2 separate regions of the Rattus norvegicus genome follow, and region 2 is linked to region 1. A link is a contact called in public Hi-C data. All regions are on one chromosome and are shown on one strand. Each heading gives the region's core, a stretch centred on a gene start, on an enhancer-like site or on the middle of the called end of the contact. The rest is flanking DNA. Distances are from core to core; before and after follow the strand shown.

Region 1 (5,340 bases), core at 1,748-4,247:
AAATGCCGCTGTATACTCTGTATATCATGGCTACTCTCCCAGTGTTTTGAGATTTTGCACAGGGTAAGGCGATTTTACAAGTTCCCTACCACGTGAAACCTTCCTCTACAGGAGCGCTGCCGCCGAGCTGGGCTGATGGCGTGGCAGGTGTTAAAGAGGGCTCCCGTATGAGACGGGCCTCGCTGCCGCCGAGCTGGGCTGATAGCTGAGCACCTTGATGGTCCTTGTATGAAGTGCAAGCGGCCAGCAATGACTCAGGCCAGCACAGTCCACTGATGGGGAGAACCCTCTCTTTTAATTACAGCCCACTCTTCTGTCAGTGTCCCAATAGGTGGTGCTGAGCACGTGTTTCATCTTCCGTGGTCCTCTGATAGTTGAGGGAGCAGGGACCAGCTTCATAGAGGTAGAGGCTGATGCTCAGCTGTACCCCTGGCCAAGGCTGCCTGCCAGGCCTGAGGGTGACATTTTGTGAAAACCCGGTTTAGAGGAAGAATTGGAGTGAGAGTTGAGGTTGTCGGACATGGTGGTAGTGTTCTTGGTAAGCATAGTCATCAGCAAGTGCGCTCTCTCTCTCTCTCTCTCTCTCTCTCTCTCTCTCTCTCTCTCTCTGTGTGTGTGTGTGTGTGTGTGTGTGTGTGTGTTGCGGGGGGGAGGCTGGAGAACTAGAGACAAGCAGTCTCAGGAGTGCCCTTGGTGACTGCATGGCCTCCTTGAGACTTCCTGTTGGTTCTGGTGAGCTATACTTACCTTGGACTCAAGAACCTAAAGATTGAAAAACTTGCCCTAAGTAGGGCCTTCCCAGCACGACTCACCAAGAGTCTTCTGAACTTTTCCTTAAAATATAAAAATATCTTAGAAAGTTAAGAACCTTGTGGATGTGGAGAAGCTCAGCCATACAGCCATACCTGGTTTTCTTCTGACTGGAAGGCAAGTGGGCCATCTGGTGGCACTCATGGAAAGAAGCCCTTGCTCTCACAGCTGTCTGAGGCTCAGGATAAATGGGACAGCCCAGCCGTGATACTGACTCTTCTTCATCCAGGCGTTTCAAGAACTGATTCGGCCACCACAGGAGATGGAGACCACAAGGTGCCATCCTGGCTCCTCTCCTCATTCATTCTCTGTGTCCTCAGTGTGTTAGGTGCAGTTAAAAATTATGGCCAGCTCTCTTCCAGAAGATACCTTGATGAGTAGTAGGAAAATGTAGAAGACATCCTCTCAGTTCCTTTATTTGAATGAAGAGCAGTTTTTCCTGTAACTCCATGTGATGTAAATGTGCTTTCTCAGTTCTTCGGCTCACAAAGTACTTTAGATTCACACTGCTGTAAAGCCCCAAGGTATCCATACAATTTAAAAACAACGCCTGGTGTATAGTAAGGTATGCTGTGTGTTCAGTGCTTTGTGTTCAAATGGATCACACACTTCCTATCAACTCTGTTCTTCTCAAAGGACAGCAGCTGAGCATGGGGAACTAATAGGCTAGGAATAGACTCCTTACCGGTGTATCTGGCTTCTTAAGTCAGCATTTCCCTAGAGGGTTTAGCTTGCTAAGATGGCCCAGCCACTACCAAAAATACACTATTTCTCTAGATGTTTCTAAACAATGGGTTTGTTTAAGTAAGATTTTATGCTCTGGATTCCTTTTAAAAGTTGCCATAGAGACTAATTGATGCCTGCTGTGAGGGATGGATGTACAGTGGGATGAGTTAGTTAGTTTTCCTGGCTTTGACATGTATCAGCCACTAGAGACCCTGCCTGGCCTAGGAAATCTTAATGGTAGCAGGTGCACAAAAGAGCTTGTCTATATTGCTGCTGTCTCCCAGGGTTGTACATGTGCCATCCTGCCTGCTGACTGTCCCACTTGTTGAGTGATGGCTCTCTGAGGACCCAGATGTGCCCAGGGCTTGTGCTGAGCACAGAGGTCACAAGGGACAGACACTCGCCCTTTAAATACACTTGCATTGATATTGGTAGGACTAGCTCTAACTCTCTGCTTCTTTCTCTGTATAAATGACTCAGCATTAGATGAAGAACTGGTAGAAATACAGCTGGTCCTCTGTATAACTGGTTTCACAGACTCACCTGCCACAGTGGAAAGTAATTAGAAACATTACAAATGTACTGAACATGGACAAGATCTTTTCTCTCTCCTTTGGTTGTAATTCCCTAAATATTATTAGCATCACAAGTATTTATATAACATTTATTTTGAGTCAGGCATGGTAGCCCACACCTCTAATCTCAGCAATTGGGAGCCAGAGGTATGTGGATCCCTGAGTTCCAGGACAGCCAAGGCTATACAGAGAAACCCTGTTTCAAAAAGAACAACAACAAAATCTCAAAAATTCTCCAGTATTTGTATCATATTTATTATTAAAGCTCATCTAGAAATAATTTAAAGTATATATGAGGATTGCATAGGTATATGAAGATAATATGCCATTTAATTAAATGAGACAAGAAGATTGAGAGTTTAAAGTCAGCACTGGCTACATAGTAAGGAGTGCCCTTAAAAAGGCAAATCGCAAAACAGAGTAATAATTATGCTGTTGTACATAATTATATTGTTCTACAGGATCTATACCATAGACTTCGGGATCTGTGCCGTATTGTAGGGATTGTCAGGGATGACAGTGTACAAAGCATAGGGCAGCATTAGGGAGTGCTCAGAGAACGTTAGCATTTTAAGAAAGTTGGGATATGCAGTCCTCAGACCAGAGGACTTGGCTTACTGGGTGCTAGGAGGCCCAGTGACTGGGCCCCTTTGTGAACAGAGCCTAGGTTTACCTTTTTCAGACAGCAAGCACTTGAGCTCCTCACAAGTCCTCTTTCAACCTGGACTCAGAAGTCGAGTGTGGGCAGCTCTCCCTCTTGTCTACGAGCTCCAAAGGCTAAGGAGACAGAGCAGCTAGTCTTAGGCAGAGGCTGACGCCTTTTAATCTGGATAGTCTCTCCTAGCGCCTCCCTGAGGCGGGGCCTTCTGGTGGACACATTCTACTTCCTCATTGAACTGGGCTGTAGTTCCCAGGCCAGAGTGCCATTGGTGGCATTGTGCTAGTGCCACAACTCCACAGAGAACTGCATTGTTAATTTTAAGCTCCTGCCAGACTGAAACCACTGTAAATAAGAATGGGAGGGAGGAAAGAAGGAAGACTGGAAGGCTGGCCGGCTTTGCCTCAGAGATCAGACAACTCTTCAGTTAGTGCTTAGTGATCAGGAAGTATTTGGGAGTGATTCAGTGAGTTACTGTTTATTTGTATTGTGGGGGCAAGTACAAGTGATGTTCTTTAAACACACTGAATTCTGTCTAGGCTGTGTCTAATCTAATCCAGAACTCATGGGAAATCCCATGACAACTGCCATGGGCAGGGAGGGTTTAAGAAGAAACCTTGTTGCCTAGTGTTTTACTGGGAAAAGAGCGAAGTCAGGGTCTCTGGTGTCTGTTTTTGGATGCAACACCAGACTGTTAAACCTAAGGGACAGTTGGCTCACAACCCACCCTTGCCTCCTTTCTCCAGACCATAGAATCCAACTGGCGGTGTGGACGGCACAACTTGCAGAGGATCCAGTGCCGCTCTGAAAATAGTAAGGGCGTCTACTGTTTGCAATATGATGATGACAAAATTATCAGTGGCCTCCGAGACAACTCTATCAAGGTGAGTTACTGATTCTGTGTGTTATTTTAGAGAGATGCCCAGATGTAGGGTACTGGTGTGTGGCAGTCTCTGCTTCTGCTGATAGGTTTTTACCTGTTCTCAGCACCAGCAGCTCTCATGATGCACAAGAAACCAGAACCAGCACCCACTGTCCCACCCCCGACCCCTGTCGCATCTCACCTATTCCTGAACACCTTCATATTTGGTCCTCTCTGTTCATGATATTCCCTCAGAATCACTTGTCTTGTTCCCTCAGGACATCCTCACACCTGTGAATCCAGTGGTCTTCCCACCACATCTCGTGTGTGTGTGTGTGTGTGTGTGTGTGTGTGTAAAATCTAGCAATTCTATCAGTGTATCCATATAACATGTGACAAACTTTGAACTGGCTTCTTATACTCAATACAGATACATTTCACCTCACTCTCCTGCTTTGTTTAGCAGTAGTTCATTACTTCTTGTTGTGAGGTAGCATTCCATGTCATTGGGTGCAGTGCTGGGAGAAGGTAAGGAATCCTGCAGAGCCCATATTCATTGCTTGTGGAAATGTAAAGTGGTCCAGTTACTTTGGAAGGCAGTTTCTTAGTAAACACTCTTATCATATGATCCAGGGCTTATATTTCTTAGTATTTGGTCAGAGGAGTCAAAAACTTAGTCTACCCCAAAACCTGCACACATTTGCAGCAACTTTATTCATACTTGGCAGCCTGGGAATGAGCAGGTGTCCTGCAGTGGTGCATGGACAAGCTGCAGCATGTCCAGGGAGTGGGATAACTTTTCAGCATTGAAAAGAATTTGCCTGACAAGCCCCAGAAAGACATGGAGAGCTCTAAGTGAATGTTACTGAGTTAAAGAACAAGGCTGAGAAGGCCCCCACAATGGAGGATCCAGTGTGTGCGGTTCTGGAAGAAGAAATAGAGCTCTGAAGAGTAAGGATGGAAACAGGAGCTCGGCTCTGAAAGAAGCTAGTGCTCTACTTCCATTTCCTTTCCAGAAACCAGCACCATGTGTCACCACCTAACCCGTGTTTGTTTCAGTTTTTAAGTGCTTAGTTTAACTTTGTGTTAAAACATTTTCTTTTTTTTTTTTTTTTTTTTTTTTTTTTTTTGGTTCTTTTTTTCGGAGCTGGGGACCGAACCCAGGGCCTTGCGCTTCCTAGGTAAGCGCTCTACCACTGAGCTAAGTCCCCAGCCCCAAAACATTTTCTTATTAAGAACTCTTGGTACTTTGTTTGGGATTTTAAGGGAACACACACTCAATATTTAAAGTTTTGAAACTATAAGGGGTATGCTTTTTTTTTTTTTTTTTTTTTTTTTTTTTGGTTCTTTTTTTCGGAGCTGGGGACCGAACCCAGGGCCTTGCACTTCCTAGGTAAGCGCTCTACCACTGAGCTAAATCCCCAGCCCCAGGGGTATGCATTTTTTTTTTTTTAAAGATTTATTTATTTATTATATATAAGTACACTGTAGCTGTCTTCAGACACACCAGAAGAGGGCACCAGACCCCATTTCAGATGGTTGTGAGCCACCATGTGGTTGCTGGGAATTGAACTCAGGACCTCTGGAAGAGCAGTCAGTGCTCTTAACCGCTGAGCCATCTCTCCAGCCCAGGGGTATGCATTTTTAAACGATCCTCATAGAGGCTGTCATATTATTTACTAGAGAGTAAGATGACTATCCAGATTTTT
Region 2 (5,656 bases), core at 1,662-4,161, 420 kb after region 1:
GAAGGCTGGGAGGAGGGGAGGCACCCAGAAATTCCATTGCTAAGACTGCACCAATCCCTAAAACAGTAAGGATAGAAGTAAATTGTTTTTTCAGTTAGCCAAGATGCCTCGCTGGGGGTGGGGGTGGGGAGATTGACAATCAGCAACATGTCTTCTGGCAACTTCTGCTTATCGGCCACTTTTCACAAATGAGGAAACAAAAACCCCTACAAAAATCACCTATTTCCAAGCCCGGGGCCCCTCCTCCACATAGGATGGCCTTCTGCTCTTCTTACACCAGAGGCGTTCCAACTGTAGGCGCCCCTGTGCACCCTGCCCAGGACTGCACCTACTTCCACAGCATCACGCAAACTTGCCCCTGCAGGGTTCAGACTGCAGACTCCCTCGGTAACCCACACCTTTGAAGCCATCCTGGTCTCTACCACTAAGGGCCACTCCATGGTCTATAAACTGTAAAAGTAAACATGAGCCCACTAATTGTTCCCCCTGGTGGTTTATTTACCTTTTAGGAATCTTGGTTTAAAAAAAAAAAAAAAGTCTAAGGATTGCTATGAATGAATTCTCTTCCAGACATACCAGATTCGAGCACTGTTTTCTGAGTGATCTTCACGAAGACCCCTAGCTGGTCCCAAGGATAGAAACCAGGGGTTTAAAGACGCCAGCCCAATGCAGGTCAGATGTCTAGAGGCTGGAGGGGACAAAGGGGCAAAAGGAAGGGGGGTGGAAAAGACAAGGCTCCCTCACCTACATGGATCCTGCCTCTTGACCTAACCCAAGCAGACCACCCAGATCTTTCTTAAAGATGCTGGCTTAGTTCTGGCCAGGAGGTGGAGGTGGAAGCAGAGTCCAGACCCCTTCCCTCACACACACTCCCATCAGAGAACACAAAGACCACCCGGCAGCCCCTCCCCGGCCCTACTTAAAGAAGAACCGAAAGCAGCAAGCAAGCGTGGGATTGGGCAGTAAGACCCAAAGGCTCCTTTCTGCCTCCACATCCATTTCCTCAGCTCCTGCCCCAAGCTCAGCCCAGCCAGACAAGCAGACCCCCTGGAGTGACCCTGGAACCTGCCTTCTGCTTGGGAACTCAGCTGCAGACAGACTAGGCAGCCTATGCCTGGCACTGGCCTTTTCTCTAACATCGACCATTCCCACACCCTGTCCCCCACCCCCTCACCACATAGGGTCACATCTGCTTGGGCAAACAGCCAGCGTTAAGTTACTGACTCCAGTTGTATTGATTCAAGAAGTCACTGGGGACCCCAGCCTAGCCAATAGAAGGAAAGAGTCATCAGTCTGTCCATCCATCTATCCTTCCAGCCCAGAGTCTCAACTGGTTGCCCTGAGTTTCATGCCTGTCCCAAGGAACAGTCATGATCAAACTAGGAACCACAGCCCAGAGACACAGACAAGATTCCTTGTACCAGAAAGGAAGAGAGGATCAACTCTAGCCGGTACACAGGGCTGTCTCCAGGCATCTCCAGAACTCAGAAGGCTACAACCAAGCATCTTCCCATTAGCCCTGCAAGGGCACCTGCCTTTCACGGAGAGGGGGAGGGGACAGATAATCCTCTTTTGGCCTATGTCCAGTTTATTCAGCGTCCCCTCCCTTGTAGCTGTAGGTAGGTAGGTAGAGGTATTGGGCAGCTGGTGTTTCCTAGTCTACTGCCACCCCTCCCACCCGCCCCACACACACCATGCTGAGGCAGCCCTGGTCTGGTTCTAATCGGGGCTGAAGTCGACTCCCTACCCCCCCCCCCCTTTCCTTCATTTCCACGGCTTTGGAAGCCAGAGCATTCCAACTGTCTGTGTGCCAAGACCTTCCCGAGTCTGAAAGCTGCTGAAGTAACAGATCAGATTTTAGCAAGTGCTTTCCAGGCTGAGCGCCAAGTCCTTTTCTGATTCACAGAGAGCGAACCGGGACCAAGCAGGGAACAAGCCCTGGGCTGCACCACCTTGGGCAAGGACATGTGGAGCAGAACGCAGCAGGATAGGGAGCAGTCAGTCTCTCTCTCTCTCCTCTCTCTCTCTCTCTCTCTCTCTCTCTCTCTCTCTCTCTCTCTCTCTCTCTCTCTCCCTCTCCCTCTCCCTCTCCCTCTCCCTCTCCCTCTCCCTCTCCCTCTCCCTCTCCCTCTCCCTCTCTCCTCCCACCCACAGAGTAATTTACAACTAAAGCTCTCTCTCTGGACTCAAAATCCACTCAGCTGAAAACAACCTTTTTGTCTGCAGGGACAAGCAGGCTGTAAAGGGACAGTTGGCATAAAAACCTCTAGGTCCCTACCTCGCCAGCTGTGCTCGGGGGTTGGAGTCCCACACATCACTCCGGCTGAGCCCTCCGGCTCTGGGGGATCTCCCTACCGAGGCCAGCCGAGGCCGCGACAGTCCGCACTGGCTCAAGCAGTAGCTCCTAGCCCTTGGCCTGACACCGACAGCGCAGGACGCGCGCGAAGCCGCCCTTCCGCGCCCTGGGAACAGGTGCACTGGGCTTGTTGCCCAGGAGGGGTGGGGCACCGAGAGGGGGCGCGGTCCCGGGAAGGGGGGTCAGCCCGCACCTCGAAGAAGAGCGCGCTGAGGTTGGCGGGGGGGTTGGGAGGGGGGACAGGACACGACTCTCAGGAGCCCACGTACCTGAACCTGGAAGCACAGCAGTAGAAAGTGTAAACACCTGCAGGAGAAAGAGGGAGAGGTCAGTGGGATCAGAGGAGGGACCGCAGATGGACAGACAGACATGCAGGCAGAAAGTCGGGCGGGCAGACAGACAGCCACACGCACAGGGACAGGCATCCAGGCAGGGTGGCCAGAACCGGGTGGGTGCTTACAGGCAAGTGCAGGCGGAGGGCGCTGAATACATCGCGGGGCGGGGGGGGAGGCGGCGGCTCCTAGCCCAGCCTGCACATGTCCGCTCCCCGCGGCCGGGACCGGGCGCCTCCGCCGCCGCCGCCGCCGCCGCCGCCGCTGCTGCTGCTGCTCCCTCCTCGCCGGCTGCTTCTGCAGACTCTGCTGCTCCGGGGCGCTCCGCGGCGCGCCCTGCGGCATCAGCGCCCCGCGCGGCTCCTCCCGAGCGCTGCGCCCTCCGAGCCGGCGCGGGGGCTGTGGGGCGACCGCGGTGCGGGAGGCGCCCGGCCGGTGCGGGGAAGCTGGACTGAAGCGGGCGGACGGGAGGGCCGTCTGGGCGTTCGCGGGACGTGGGCAGCCGGTTCAGTCCAGGGGCAGCATGCACGGCGGGGACTGCGGCTGAGGCGCCGCGGCCGGGGCGCGAGGCTGGCGGGACCGGGGTCAGCGCTCCGAGGCTGGGGCGCGCATCTGCAGTGCGAACGCGTCACGGCCGCTCCGTCTGGGCGCCCGCCGGCTCATGTCTCCTCCTCCGTGTCTCTCCGGCCGTGCACATCGCCGCCTCCCACCGCTGGCGGCGGCCGGGGCGTTTTCTACGCGCGGGCGGCGAGGGGGCGGGGGGCCAGGGGCGGGCCCGGGCCCGCGCCGGCACAATGAGGATGCGGGGCCCGGGGGCTCCCCCCTCGGGGCGCGGCCGGACGGGCGCTCAGCGCGGCTGGGTGCGCCGCGCCCACATCAAAGCCGGCCCTGCCTGCTCGCCTGCCTGCCGCGGCCTCTCCACTGCCTCCTCCTTCTGGCGGCGCAGGGTTGGAGGGGAGGCACTCAAGACTGTCGGCTATGGGACTGGCCGTTCAGCCGGGCAGAACCCACGAAGCTGGAGCTGGTGAGCTCTGGAAGCCGTCGGAGCTCTGCGCCACAAGGCTAATATTGGCCGAATGGGACAGGCGGAGTTCCCAAAGAATGCAATTAGGTGCAAAGGGTCCGTCCTCCCTCCCTCACATTTGCTGTTCGTATTCACATCCACTAGTGTTCGGAAGCAAGAGGAGGACAAACAAGGCCCGCCCGGTGAGGTTGACTCAACTGAAAGGAGTCGTGTTTACCCTTACCCTTAGGCCACTCGAGATAGTGGCTTTTCCCAGACACCCACCACCACCACCACCACCACCACCACCACCACCACCACCACCACCACCACCACCACCACAACCACTACACCACCACTGCACCCACCACTACACCACCACTGCACCCACCACCACCACCACCACCACCACCACCACCACCACCACCACCACCGTGGGGTGACTACAGTAGTAAAGCCTTTTTCTGTTCTTGTCCCTGCCATGGGAGATGGGAAAGTCTTGGGGGCGTCTCTCTCCCCACCCCTGCTCTGGGACTCTAAGGTCGGTTCTAAGGATTCCAGCTGCGTTCTCTGCTGTGACCCGGGTTTTGGAAGCACACGACTACCACCTAGCGGCTCAAAAGTGTCGCTGTAACCTCGGCCCTGACTGACTCCCTGACTGGGAGTAGCCAGGACTCTGGTCAGCGCTCACTCCAGGCCCTCTTCAGTTCACACACTAAGCAGCTTGTTTTCCTGCCCTTGATCACCAACCCTGAACTTTTTCTGTCCTCCTATTAACCCCAAAATGTAGATATTGTTGTCAGAGGCCTGCCTCATTCTGTCTAGAGCCTAGGTCAGCCAAGTTCTGCTTTGGACTGATGCTAAAACTAACAGGTCACAGTGGGCAAGAAACTAGAGAACGAGCTCAAAATGCAAAACTCAGGAATTCGGATTATTTGGTTTAAAAGCCTTGTCCGTAGCTGTGGTTGCTATTCCCCTTTCGCTGGAGCATACAGTGAAGGTGCTGCTCAGTGGTGTTATTCCTGAAGTTATAGAAACATAGTAGTATTTGTTCCAAGTACCAGACCTCCCTGTAAGCTACTTTCAGTTTTTTCAAAGTTGAGGCTAAAGGGACAGTATTAAAAACAAATCCTGAAAACCTTTGCAAAAATCGAGTGTTTTGAGATAGTTCTTGCATGAAGCGAAGTTGATTTTATGTCGTTTGTCTGGCTGCCTGAACTAGCCTTGCAAAGTTATTATAACTTCCTAAATTCTGGAATGAACAAATTCAGAGTGAAACGACAAACCACAAATAGGGATGAACCAAAAAGCCCTTGGTTTTCTTTACAGACTGCCACTCAGCACATGTATCTGCTGACATGTTTCATCTATCTTCTAAGAATAATTTCTTCCTTTTCCTCTGTGCATTTTACTAGTATTTTTTACTACTTTTGAATGCAATGGGTAATGCAATGTCCCACCTACAATGGTTTGGTGACCTCAGTCATCACACGAGACAGCCCCAAACCCCAAAAATCCAGTAGTGTTCTGAGAACATTCAAGAATCAAAAGTTCAGGGTGCTGGGGATATAGTTTGGAGAGACTCACAGTTCAATTCCCAATACTCACTAAATAATAGGATAAAAGTGTACAGATCTATAATGTAAGGCCTGCCACTCCAGAGGTAGAAGCTGCAGGATCTGTTCAGGCTTATGTTTGGGTCCAGCCGGGTGCTACATTAGACACTATCTCAAAGGGATGAGGGCTATAGAGCTGGCTCAGCAGTTGAGGACTTGTGTACCTGCATACTTGTGACATACATAGTTCTTTAAAAATCAAATCCTAGACTCGAATGTTCTTCCTTGCCAGCAAAATATAGCTAACTATAGACATGACAAAGACAACCAAAGACTAGCTGACAATAGCTATAATTCCAATCTTCTCATCTCAACTTCATGTAGAAACCAGACCACCATTCCAGTTATA

What was found. Hi-C and Micro-C count contacts between places; a contact is called where the count stands out from the background.
Region 2: a Hi-C map of Schwann cells shows a contact between it and region 1, with 5 times the contacts expected there. The contact joins the promoter of Fgf18 here to the enhancer-like site in region 1. A contact is called at or near these places in 3 of 12 Hi-C or Micro-C datasets (Schwann cells, hepatocytes and kidney).

The regions. Positions count from the first base shown.
Region 1 is chr10:17,818,749-17,824,088 of GRCr8, forward strand. It overlaps Fbxw11 (F-box and WD repeat domain containing 11), which reads left to right. Exons shown (of 14, transcript NM_001395595.2): 7 at 3,516-3,653. Among named protein-coding and RNA genes, the nearest start is that of Fbxw11, 84 kb to the left of the region's middle. Within about 2 kb of position 2,998, at least 9 of the 93 cell types and tissues checked have an H3K27ac peak or open chromatin away from gene starts, as enhancers often do. A contact at or near this core is called in Schwann cells, where this site is marked.
Region 2 is chr10:18,237,971-18,243,626 of GRCr8, forward strand. It overlaps Fgf18 (fibroblast growth factor 18), which reads right to left and starts at 2,912. Exons shown (of 5, transcript NM_019199.2): 1 at 2,817-2,912; 2 at 2,626-2,662. The coding sequence starts at 2,848.